4 separate regions of the Mus musculus genome follow, and all the other regions are linked to region 2. The links are chromatin contacts, called in public HiCAR-type and promoter capture Hi-C maps. All regions are on one chromosome and are shown on one strand. Each heading gives the region's core, a stretch centred on a gene start, on an enhancer-like site or on the middle of the called end of the contact. The rest is flanking DNA. Distances are from core to core; before and after follow the strand shown.

The links. Promoter capture Hi-C pulls out the DNA fragments that hold promoters and counts their contacts. HiCAR-type assays count read pairs that join an accessible place to other places.
Region 1: a contact with region 2 is called in a HiCAR-type map of astrocytes, with 3 times the contacts expected there. The contact joins the promoter of Pet117 here to the promoter of Pcsk2os1 in region 2. A contact is called at or near these places in 1 of 39 promoter capture datasets (embryonic stem cells) and 1 of 115 datasets of contacts at active chromatin or transcription factors (astrocytes).
Region 3: a contact with region 2 is called in a promoter capture Hi-C map of second pharyngeal arch cranial neural crest. The contact joins the promoter of Ovol2 here to the promoter of Pcsk2os1 in region 2. A contact is called at or near these places in 3 of 39 promoter capture datasets (cranial neural crest, maxillary cranial neural crest and second pharyngeal arch cranial neural crest), 1 of 484 Hi-C or Micro-C datasets (embryonic stem cells) and 1 of 115 datasets of contacts at active chromatin or transcription factors (embryonic stem cells).
Region 4: a contact with region 2 is called in a promoter capture Hi-C map of neural stem cells. The contact joins the promoter of Mgme1 here to the promoter of Pcsk2os1 in region 2. A contact is called at or near these places in 2 of 39 promoter capture datasets (hippocampal neurons and neural stem cells) and 2 of 115 datasets of contacts at active chromatin or transcription factors (astrocytes and embryonic forebrain).

Annotation. Positions count from the first base shown.
Region 1 is chr2:144,367,553-144,370,497 of GRCm38.p6, forward strand. It overlaps Pet117 (PET117 homolog), which reads left to right and starts at 1,431. Exons shown (of 2, transcript NM_001164813.1): 1 at 1,431-1,605. The coding sequence starts at 1,510. It overlaps Kat14 (lysine acetyltransferase 14), which reads left to right and starts at 1,483. Exons shown (of 11, transcript NM_181417.3): 1 at 1,483-1,605.
Region 2 is chr2:143,546,492-143,549,672 of GRCm38.p6, forward strand. Pcsk2os1 (proprotein convertase subtilisin/kexin type 2, opposite strand 1) reads right to left here and starts at 1,346. Exons shown (of 3, transcript NR_040354.1): 1 at 1-1,346. Pcsk2 (proprotein convertase subtilisin/kexin type 2) reads left to right here. Exons shown (of 12, transcript NM_008792.4): 1 at 1-173.
Region 3 is chr2:144,330,608-144,333,437 of GRCm38.p6, forward strand. Ovol2 (ovo like zinc finger 2) reads right to left here and starts at 1,473. Exons shown (of 4, transcript NM_026924.3): 1 at 1,154-1,473; 2 at 297-514. The coding sequence starts at 1,253.
Region 4 is chr2:144,269,304-144,272,383 of GRCm38.p6, forward strand. It overlaps Mgme1 (mitochondrial genome maintenance exonuclease 1), which reads left to right and starts at 1,601. Exons shown (of 5, transcript NM_028984.5): 1 at 1,601-1,769; 2 at 2,612-3,080. The coding sequence starts at 2,677. It overlaps Snx5 (sorting nexin 5), which reads right to left and starts at 1,599. Exons shown (of 14, transcript NM_001199188.1): 1 at 1,398-1,599; 2 at 1,074-1,156. The coding sequence starts at 1,124.

The sequences.
Region 1 (2,945 bases), core at 181-2,680, 820 kb after region 2:
CACATGGTGGCTCACAACCACACGAAATGAGATCTGATATCCTTTTCTGGTGTGTATAATAATAAATAAATCTTTGTGCTGGCGCAAGCAGAGGTCCTAAATTCAATTTCCAACAACCACATGAAGGTTCACAACCATCTGTACAGCTACAGTGTATTCATATACATAAAATAAATCTTTAAAAATAAATAAACCTAGATTCTTTAAAAAATAAATTAAAGTCGGGCGTGGTGTCGCATGCCTTTAATCCCAGCACTCAGGAGGCAGAGGCAGGCGGATTTCTGAGTTTGAGGCCAGCCTGGTCTACAAAGTGAGTTCCAGGACAGTCAGGGCTACACAGAGAAGCCCTGTCAAAACAAACAAACAAAGAAACAAACAAAAAACACCAAAAAAATTAATTAAAAAAAAAAAACCAAAGATATAACCAATGCAGTATGCTAACTGTTCATAATAGTATTTTCTTCATGCCGTTTGGGTTCACTTAACAGAGAACGAAAGAGCAAAGCATACTGAGACGAAGTGAATGTTGGGGAAACACTGGGAATACCTAATCAAGGCCTGAATGAGCCTTATCATTGTTGTCTATCGGTTTTCAGCAGCAGCTTTGAATGTGTACTTTCCTGGGTAAGAGTGATTTACTGATATGCCATTCTTCATTGGCATCACAAATACTTAAAAGTTCTGGGAAGCCAAGTCTCTTTTTTAATTTAAGGGGTAAGTGCAAATGACACCATCCTTAGCCTCTTGTGAACTACTCTGACACAAGGATCTTACAAGCATTCCTGAAAGGCTCCAAGGGCATCAACGACATTTTTTTTTTCTTTTGGTTTTTTGAGACAGGGTTTCTCTGTATAGCCCTGGTTGTCCTGGAACTCACTTTGTAGACCAGGCAGGACTCGAACTCAGAAATCCGCCTGCCTCTGCCTCGGGAGTGGTGGGATTAAAGGCGTGAGCCACCACGCCGGGCAACGCCATTTCTTAAGATTACAGGAGCTAAACATGTCCGGATCCTTGCCTGACCCAGTGCATTTCCCAACAGAAGTTTAGTAGGCAACAAGGTGTAGCCGAGGCTGAGGCAGGATTGCGAGTTTGAAGCTAGTTTGAGCTGCACAGCAATACCTTGTCAAAAAACCAACCACCCAGCTTTTAGACTCTAAGAAAATTTAGGGTCTGATCAGTCGCCCCATAGCGACCAGATGTCCTCCGTACATACTCCACTGGCACTCCCAACCCCACCCTCGCGACTCCAAAGCAGCCCAGCACTGCGACTTCCTGGTGAAGGCGGTCCCCAAATAGGAAAGCCAGGGCCCCAGGCAGCCACTCCCAAGAAGCAGCGAAGCGGGCCAGGGGTTACGCTCGGCGCTCGATTGCTAGAGCCTGGCGACGATAGCACTTGCAACGGCTCTGCGCTCGAGAGGTCGAGCCTGGCCCGTTGCGGCTGCGGCGGCGGCGGCGGCTGTGGCGGCGGCGGGGGCGGGCGCGGGAGCGAGTCCGCGGCCGGGAGCGGGAATGTCGAGGAGTTCGAAGGCAGTGCTGGGCCTCTCGGTGCTGCTGACGGCGGCCACGGTGGCCGGCGTGCATCTGAAGCAGCGGCAGGACCGGCAGGTCGGTGTCACGTGACCGCGTCTTCCGGGGCGCCGAGCCCGCAGCTGTCCCTGCGCGCGTGGCGGGCCGGGCGGGCTGCAAGGGCGCGTTCAGGACGCCGACTTCTCTCCCCCAGCCACGAGGCGGGAGACTGGGGCGGAAGCCTCGGGGCAGGGGTGTAGTCCAGAGTTAGAGAGTTGCTAGGGTGAGCTCGAGGCCCTGGGGGCAGCACAGCCCACAAAGCCTTACCCAGGAATTGTTAAATCCGGAGATAAAGCAGCTCACACCCAGCACACCCCCCAGTGCCTTTGGCTAAAGAAACTTGAGATTTTTGCAACTTGCATTAACAAAACATTTTGCTACTGGACTTAGGTTCTGGAAAGGATAAAAGGTAGCGAGCGCCCTTCACGTTTTCTTTTAATGGCTTTCTTTCGGAGAATAACTGGCTTATTAATCAGCGACTAACCGACTCTTCCTCATTCCAGTTTGCAACGCTGGCTAGTGCGCTGAGCACACTGAGAACACATAGTTAATTATAACCTCTCGAGATTGTTCTTTTTATAATGGTGCCACACTGTGCTGGCCAGTACTTGGTATTTGCCCTTTCAAGCAATACCTTTACAGTTATTTGGTTTGAATCGGATTTGCCATGGGCAGAAGTTACTGAAAGCCTCAAGAGTCACCAGACCATCGACCTTTGTATTCACAAACTAGGAATTGCAATGAAACTAGGCTTGCAAATTCAGAACCATTTTGAGGAGCAGGGTCGATGTGCAGTGATGGAGAAGCACACAAGGAATTAAAGATTTGGGATTAAAATATGGTTCCCCAGGGATATCTTCTGGAGTAGAAGCAAGAAACTTCCTTCTTGGGAGGAAAAGGAAAAGATGGTGGTTCTAATTAAACTTGGAAGACAGGGTGTCTGTGTCCTCCTGATGTGTTTTGGAGACAGCGTTTGCTATCAGTTTTGTTTCAAACTCTGTTCCCCTGAGAAGTTTTTACAGTATGAGCAGACCAATTAAATCAGATCTCTGGAGCATGGAGACTCAGCTGTGTTCCAAAAGGCACGCCAAAGGCTTTAATGAAACGGTTGAGAATCACAGTTAGAGAATGGAAGTGTGCAAAGATCTAGTTATTTCTTGGAAGTTAGTGACCAAGACATACTGACCAAAATAAGCTGTCCAGTAGCTATTCATTAGCGACTTACTGTAACATCGAGGAAGGTAGATGTCTTGAAAACTTCAAGGTGGCAGTAAAGGAAATAATGGCTTGTTTTCTGTCTACCCACACCAGACACAGTGTTTTTCACTTTACAGACATTGTCTTTAACTCTCAAAGGAACTTAGTAGACATCAATTACA
Region 2 (3,181 bases), core at 96-2,595:
TGGAGGGCGGTTGTGGATCCCAGTGGAAGGCGGCCGGGTTCCTCTTCTGTGTGATGGTTTTTGCGTCTGCCGAGAGACCCGTCTTCACGAATCATTTTCTTGTGGAGTTGCATAAAGACGGAGAGGAAGAGGCTCGCCAAGTTGCAGCAGAACACGGCTTTGGAGTCCGAAAGGTAAGATTTTTTTTCCATACATTTCACATGTTGTTTCCAGAGGAGGGACAGCCTTGCGCAATCTCGTTGCAGATTTGCAAGTTTTCTGTCTTTTTATGCTATGCAGCTATTCTGCCATCGGTTCTCAAACACGACATTGCCTCCGGTGATCTTTCATGGGTTATGTAATTAAAATGTCCTTCATCTGTATTAGAAAGGTCAGAGAAATAATTTGTTGGTGTTTGACTTGGTGGGGGCAAAATAAGACCGCACCTTACAAAGGATGCTGTGCGCCCCGGCTGCTGTCCGAGGTACCAAGTTCTCCAGGCTGCCTAGGGACAGAGGGATAGAGTCCAGAGCAGCTGGGCTTACGTCGACTGCTTTGCCAGGGAAGTCTCCCAGCCCCCCACGCCCCGGAGAAAGAATAGTTTCCCACCGACATGGCTCAAAGATCGAGCGTTGCAGTTCACCTCAGTTTTCCGACCCACGCCTAAGGACTTCCCTCCCAGCGACTTTCAGTCCCTGCTTTTTTCCCCAGTGGACAAGAGCTTTCTGACTTGGAAACAAGGACGGAGTTCTCTGTCCAAAACGAGTGCTGAACTTGTGCGCTTTGGCTCCTGCCCACGACCTCCCACTCCAGAAGCGCACTCCTGTTTGGAGAGTTCTTAATTTGCTTCTTTAGGACACCTCGCTGCCAAGAGAGATGGATTCTGAGGGGGATTCCCCCCGGAAAAGTCGAGGTGTCCTCTCCTGATGTGTGGGCAGCCAGCGCGGTTTTCCCCAGAGAGCACGGGGATCCCCATTCCAAGAAGTTGTCCAAGTTGAACTGTTTGGATAAGATTTCGAGCTTTGGGTGCCTCTGGCAACCTCTGGATAAGTTAGGGTACTCGTCCTGCGGGGAACAGAGGAGAATAATTCATTTGGCGGGGAGCATGCCTGACCTGCTCTTCCTGCGAAATATCTGTATCCCAGATCTGGAGTGTCCTTAGGGGACCTGGCACCGCTAGGGGAGAGTGAGGATGCAAGGAGAAGCCAGTCTGAGGGGAATGGAAGGTCAAAGGATGCAGCTTGGTACCCGTGGGCTGTCCCCTCCCTCCTGATCCCACAAGAAAAGAGGCTTGAGAGAGCATTGGGTTCCCTCCCTAGAAGGGCAACACAGGCTGGTCTCCTCTGTCAGAACTTCCTATGTCTCTTGCCGAGTTCCCAGCTACTAGGATGACTCCTTCAGGAGCGCAGGGCTCTCCCGCCTACACTCACCAGCGGCGCGGCGGGCGCGTATTCTACCTCAGCTGTGTTTGGCAGCGAGTTTCACAGAGGTCCTGGAAGAAGCGCAGGTCTGCGGGTGGCGCGCGGGCGGGTCTCACACACCTAGAACTAGTTGCTCCCGAGAAGAGAAGTGTGGGTGGAGCAGGGGAAACCAGGTTCCTGTTGATAGAACAGTCTCCTGGCCTCCTGGCCCACGGAGACTTCTTTCAAACGACATTCAACCCTGAAACAAGCTGATACCCCACCTAACCCCGCTCCGCCCTCCTCCCCCCATTGGCAAAATCCAGCGTCCTAGCGGCATTGGCAATGAGTGATTATAGTTAGCTGATATCTGACTGTGAGATCTTGCATACTTTCCCTTTTGAAAAAAAAAAGATTTATCTCATCGTGTGGGGGGGTGGTGGGGGGGGTGTAGGTTGGAACTGGGATTACCGAAGGTTGTGAACTGCTCCGTGTGAGCACCTGTATGCACCCTTAACCCATGAGTTCTCTTTCCAGCCTGCTTAGATGCATTCGTATTTAATATCAACAGCTGCAAGAATGCTTCTGTTATTAGAAAACCCTTGCTAGGTGTTGACAGGGCTTTATGGCTGGGCTACCCTACGAAGGGAAGAGGCAGCAAGATCTTTAATTCTTCTATACCTGTGTAACCCTACCTGTGGGTACCTTCTGTGTCAGCCCTTTCTGACAAGGAAGGAAACCCATCTGCTGCAATGGTTTTCCATCTCCTTTTTCTTTCCCCCTGGAAAACACATTCTTGAGATCTGATGCTAAAAACCTAATGAAAGGTAGGTGTAACTGAGCCTGATAATGGCTAACCCTGTCAATTTTTCAATATATTTTTTTTTCCTAATGGGAATGAATAACTCAGTGAGTGCTTAACGGTTGTGATGGTGAGATTGAAGCCAGGAAATATAAAGGTAATCTTATGGTTTATCAGCAATTTGGTTCGACTTTGAACAGAAAGACACATATACTTTGGGGTTAACTATTTCTCCTCATTCCATTCTTTCTTGGAGAGGAGGTCACTGACTGATTTTGTATTGCAATATCAAGCTGCAATCCTCAGCTATGAAGAACAGGCTTTCGATTTGGTGTCTCCTTTTTCCTCTCCTTGTCCTCTCAGATAGTACCTCCTAACCAAATCCTAGTCTTTTGCCCTGATACGTATTCAAAGGCTAACCCATGTATGACAAGGTACTTGTGCCTGAAGAAGCTTTGTGGTGCAATGCCCAGAGAGCATTGAGCCCTCCAATGAGCCTTTTTTTTTCCTTCTTTGAAGGATCACATGCTGTTGATCCTTCAAGACCTGGACCTAAATCTTGCCTGATGCTACAGCCATAAAGAGCTTCCCTTCTCCCAGCTGCCCACAAGGCAGGAACAGCCACTGCCCTCTGTCCTACCCTCAGTCACTCATGGGAACCTAAGTATTCAGAGCCAATGTCCTCTGTATTCCTGGCTTCTTTGCCTTATCCAGTCAACTGCTGTGCTTGACGGCCCTTAATGTATTCGTATGACTGTTTCCCAGGCACTGTCCTCTCTTGGTCTCTTTGCACTGCTCTATACTTGTCCCAACTTCTTATCCTGAATTTTGTACTTTAAACCCTAAGACATCCTTCTCTGTGGTTCCTCTAAGCCTTAGCAGATCTCTTCATCTCCTCCTGCTCAATGTCAGGTATGAAAGGTTCTCAGCAGCTAGTTATACACACATAGGAAGGGGCAGGGATGCAGATGAGGGGAGCCTTCTGTGACAGAGTATCTCA
Region 3 (2,830 bases), core at 223-2,722, 780 kb after region 2:
AGCGGGGTATCTGTGCTTTATCTTCAATGGTTCCCAAAGCCACGGGCGGCGTCAGACAGGGCCATCACCCTGGGTCTAGATCCGCTTAAGATGCTGGCGGCCCGGGCACTGTGGCGCAGGGGACAGGTCACTAGGAGCCTGGCTGCGGCTCAGGGGCAGGTGCAGGAGTGGCGGGCTAGTCCGCGGCGCCTGGGCTCCGGTGCGCGGGCGGGCGCGGCAGGGAGGGGCGCCGGGGCTCCCGAGCCGGACGCCAGGGCGTGGTGCAGGTGGCGGCGGGGGCAGAGTCGACACCCTACCTTGATTTTTGACCTGGCAACCGGGCGCTGCATCGCTGCCAGATGTCCATCGGTGCCTTGGGCGTCGTGAAGCTCTGGAGTTTCAGGCTCCGGCGCGCGCGGGGACGAGCTGCTTTCGGCCCCTCCGGGCTCCCCGGCGCTGCTGCTGCAGCCGCTGCTACTGCCGCCGTCGCTGCGGCAGTCTTCGGGCGGGTCGCGGAGCAGACAGCCCAGGCTCACTGCGGAGGGAGGGGGCCGCACCCCGACACTCAACCACACGCGGCGTCACGCCCGGGCGCCCACGGCAGTTTGACCTGCGGGCGGTGCCGCCGCCCCGCCCCGGACCTGGGCACCTCGCCAAGTGGGCGACGTCCCGAGGGTAGACGAGTCTACCCTAGCCATCCGCCCCTCGAACTAACTTAGGGTGTCGGGAGACGGGTTCTCAGGCCAACCCACGAAGCACCAGGGTCCAAGCGCCGCGGAGAAACCCGCGCGCCAAGTTTCCTCTCGCGCCCGTGGAGGCGGGTGTGCCCTCGTCTTGCCTCGCTCCCGAGGGGTTAGCGGACCTTCACGAGCGGTTTAGAGGACGTAGGGGGCAAGGGAACCCCGAGTGCCTTCCACCCACTTCCAGGCCACTTTGGCCCGCGCTGCAACCAACGGTCCTGCCGCCAGGCAATTTAGCCCTGTCTAGGGAGAGAGCACCGGGGGTCCCAGGTTTCCCAGCCTAGATCCTGGCTCCCCTCTCCCAACACCGCTGTGACCCCGACCGAGACGGAGTAGGGGTGGGAACCGCAGCCCTGATCCCGAGCAGGAGGGCCGCAGTCACCCTGCCCCCACCCGGGAGCCCCGCGCCCAGGCCCGGCCCCCGCGCTCCTCACCTGGGATGTAAGTGTCTGCCCTTTTGTCATCCGGGAGCTCATCCCAGCTGCGGACAGAGACTCCCGGGCTCCTCCTCTTCACCAAAAAGACTTTGGGCATGGTGGGATCCTCTCTTCCGACTGCGGCCCCCTCCTCCCGCTGCTCCCCGCTAGTGGCGGCGGTGGCGCCTGGGTCCCCCCGCTCCTGGAGTCCGGAGCCCACCTTCCCGCCTAGCCTGCCCTCTTCCTGCACCCCCCGCCGCGTTGCTCGGTACTCTCCCCCTCACTCCAGGTTACTCGCAGCCTCCGGGCTCGGCGACACCTATGCCTTAAATCGCGCGTGAGACCACGCCGGGGAAAAAGTTTCATAAGGTGGAATAGAAAAGGCACCAGGAAACTTGGGAGTGAGCATGCGCCCTGCAACATAACGGTGTCAACAAGCTCGCTACCTGTCCGACCGGTTCCGGCGGCCGGGGCTGCCTGATCCAGCCCTTCCTTAGGCATGAATGTTTGCAAAAGAATTTAACGTCTGATTCTTCCCCCCTCCTCTTTTTAAAAAAGGAAGAACATTTTTCAAATCAACCCTCTGCTTCATACCCCTATCACATGCACTTTATAGGATAAAGTCTTTAAAACAAGCCACAGGTTCTCTGCCCCATGCAGCCCGACTGGGAGCTGGGGTCTCCCACGAGTTGGCCCCCACCTCCGAAGTTGATTTGTCTCCATCAAGCAAGCCAGATATTAACTGTGAACCTTGTGGGGCTGTTCTAGGCTTTCTGGAATCTCGGTGGTCGGATGGGGGGAGGGTCCGCAGTATCCTTGTCAGGTAAAGGGAGGGGGGGTTGAGAACTTAAGGCTTCCTTCATCTAGAACACCCCTCAATAAAGCCTAAAAACACCACATCTTTGGAGCACGTCACTTTACTGATCTGTGCCACTCAATCTAAGAAAATAGGGCTTGTTCTACCAAAGCAGCTTTCACCCCGAAACCTTACAGTCTAGGAGTCCCTTGACTCAAGACAAAAGCTAATTGCATCTCATGTGAACGCAGATTTAAAGCGAATGTCTTGTCTTTTACCTTTCCCGTTATTGCCTCCCCTAACAACTGGACCCTTAAATTCGGAGGCAGGAAAATACTCATCCAGGAAGCCCGGGATTGAAAATTGATACAACCTCTCCCCTCCTCCGCCTGCGAAGACCGCAGAAGAGCTTTGAGCTTTTTGTTTTTATTTGTTTCCTATTTACCTTTATTCCTGGAGGGAAGTGTGTGTGTGTGGGGGGGGGGGGATCTGATAAAAGATACTAAGTCTCAAGGGGCGGCCTGCTCGCTTTGGGTACGCTGATGCCCCTATACCACAGCTTTGTTGCTCAACAACCCGCCCAGCTATCGTTGTAGGAACCCGGCTTCGCTGGGTGAGCAGGCGAGTGCTCACTGCTGGAGGTTGTCTGGGCGCGTCTGGCCAGGGGTGCTCAGGTGTCTGCGGTTCAGAGAAGCGCCAGTCTCACCTGCCTATAACAGGACTAGAGGCGCTCCTGGCCACAGCGACCCGGGGAATCCACACAGAGGCTGTCCCTGCCTTCTTCCGCCTTGGAATGGCCTTTAGGGATACAGCAGCCTGGTAACGGATTTCTGGGCTTGGCTGGCGTATTTTCAGGGCACACAGAGAGGGGGCGCAGCTCTGGCGAGGTTGTGGAAGGG
Region 4 (3,080 bases), core at 351-2,850, 720 kb after region 2:
TCTCCTGCCCCTAGTACCTATTATATATGCCAGGGGAGAGAAACTAATTCTTCTAATGTAAAAGAAATAAAACACCTCGCACAAAGCTCTATTTCAATACAATACCCTTGTTGGAACAATCCAACTGGTTGGTGCGCCAGAGACCGGTATTTACTTACTAGATAAAAAGTTTGCGCCGGACGTGGTGGCGTATGCCTTTAATCCCAGCACTTGGGAGACGGATTTCTGAGTTCGAGGCCAGCCTGGTCTACAAAGTGAGTTCCAGGACAGCCGGGGATATACAGAGAAACTGTCTCGAAAAACAAAAACAAAAACAAAAAAAAAAATGTTTGCCCATTCAAAGGTACTTAAAATGAAATCTTAATTCAGCTCTTATTAAAATCTAAGAGCTCCCATATTACTGACGATTTTGTCCACAAAACTGACTCATAACCTACCTGTGCGGTGGAAAATTCAAGTTTAAAGAGCCAATAAAAGTAGAATCCTTTATTGCCCGTATAGCAATCCCTGTTTATTGCATTAGTCCTCAAGATATTTGCAGCCCGAGGGTTATATCAACACACAGGATTTACTAAAAATTACAACTCCCACGAGGACACATTTAGCGTTCCCAAGTTGCAAAAACCATGCTACATACAGATACTCGTTAGAAATCTCCCCACTATTTTAAACGAAAAGGCCATTTTCTTAAAAGGAGATAGGAATAGCAAACGAAACTTTGATCCACTTTCCAATTACCATGTAGTCGATTTAAGTTTTAGGAGCAAAAGAAAAAAGAAAAAAAAAAAAACCACGCTCCTAAGGGCTTCAGAGGATTAGCCTCAGTCGAATGACTGGCAGAGCGTCGGTCAGCTTCCCACCGAGAGCTCAAGAAGTGGGGTCCCACTTGTCTGGGTCTCCTTGGTCAGAGAATGAGCGTGCAGAGACACCCCGTTGGAAAGCCATCTCTAAAGGGGTGGTTGAGGGAAAACCTCGGGATCTTGCTGGGGTCCGAGCCCCAGAGAAGATCCACCCAGCCCAAGGAGGCCGGCGGGAACCTCCAGCCCAGGTAGCGAGCGAGGAAGGGATCTCACCTTGCTGCGGTCCTCCTCCTGCTGCTCCAGCAACTCGGGAACCGCGGCCATGGCGACGCGGGCCTCGAGCAGGGGCCGTGTGGCTGTGCGAGGAAAGAAGAGGCTGGGCCGCCGCCGGGGCGCCTTTCAGGGGCGGCCGCGGCCCCGCCTCCGCCGGCCTCCTTGCCGGACGGCGGCTGGAGGCCGCGGGACTCCGCCACCATCCCAGCAGCCCCGGGCGCAGGCCAGCGAGCGGCACGCCACGTGCTCCCCCAGTGCGGCCTCCCCCGTCCCCGCGGCCGTCCATCTTGGAGCCGGGCAATAGAAGCTACGCGGGGAGCCTACCCTCGCTCCGCGCCACGCGGACACCAGCACCGGAGGGCCGCGACGGGAACGCGGGCTCCGAACCCTCCGCCGGCGAGGCACGCCTCGAGAAAGGACGCGCACCGCGGCCCGGGCAATTTATGGCTCAGCCAGAGTCCAAGATGGCGAGCGGCGGTGACGTGCGCGAGATCTCGTGAGCGCGACAACGCGCGGCTTGACGGCGCCCGCGCTTCTGCTTCGGGGGCGTGGAGGGGATGGCGCCTCACAGGTGCGACGGGAACGCCGTAGTGCATGCTGGGGCCGCCTCGCTTTGGGAAAGCGCGGGACCGATGAAAGTACGGGTCCCGAGAGGGTTGTTTGCGGGCTGGGTGTTACAGCGTGGTGGCATCTCAGGTACAGCTAGAACCCTGCCGCTGACCGACCTTCTATTTAAATACTCTCTTCCCTATCCAAACTCGGGCACGAAGGGCCACGCTTGTCCTGTCGCAGCCATGGGAGACACCTGCAGAGATCATTTTCTGGAATTAACGTTGGATGGGCTGTGCAGACCCACTTGCGACATGTCCCGAGTCTGGACCACGAGGTCACAGTAGCACCCACTTTTTAAAGGGCGGCGTGAGGAATAGATGAGCGATGCCCATACAGAATATTTAGTAAGAGTTTGGTATGTAGATGTAGGTGTTTAACTGTTAATTAAGACTTGTGAATTTGTTGGGGGGGGGCAGATTGTAGTTGTTTTGTTTCTAGAGACAAAGCCAAGCTAACCCAAAATCTCAATTTCATACTGCCTCAGCCACCCAAGTAACTTAAGTTTCCTGGTCTATGCCTCCAGGCCTTGTCACATTCAGATTTAAGGTGTCATATCCGAAACGGCCAACACATTAACATTGAACAAAAGCCACTTACAATTTTCATGAATCTTACTTGGGAATGATTTTCTCTTTTTTTTTGGAAACGTCAAAAGTTTAGTGTATGCACTTTTAATGTTCTTGTGGGTTTTTTTGTTTTTGTTTTTTGGTTTTTTGAGTCAGGGTTTCTCTGTGTAGCCCTGGCTGTCCTGGAACTCACTTTGTAGACCAGGCTGGCCTCTAACTCAGAAATCCACCTGCCTCTGCCTCCCAAGTGCTGGGATCAAAGGCGTGCGCCACCACACCCGGCTCTTGTGTGATTTTCAATTTGATGGTTTTAATATAGAAAATGTCTTAAACCTAACACCACTTTTTTTTTTTTTTCAGATACGAACAGAACACACTTTTAAACTTTCCAGACTAGAGAAAAGTTAGAGGGGCGAAGTCTAAAAATGAAACTGCCTCTGACCTTCTGCAGGCTGCTTAGCAGGTTAAACAGATTTTCTGTAAAAGCAAGCCCTCCTGTGAGTTTCTCCACTTTCTCTTATTTGTGTAGCCAGAAGAAGAAAAACTCTTACGAAGCAGTAGACCAAGCGAAGTACTCTCGTTTAGTACGCTCTGTCTTGTCCAGAGGCCCGGCCCAGACTCCAGAGTCGTTGTTCAAGGAAGATGATGTACTGTATGGACCAGTGAGTAAGCATAAGGCTGCAGAGCCGGAGCCACAGGCCAGAGTCCCACAACACTGCTTTCCTATCTTCAATGAAGAGAGAACCGGGAAACCACACACAGATGCTTCTTCAAGCCCTTTGAAGATCCCTTTGCAAAGGAACTCGATACCCAGTGTGACCCGCATCCT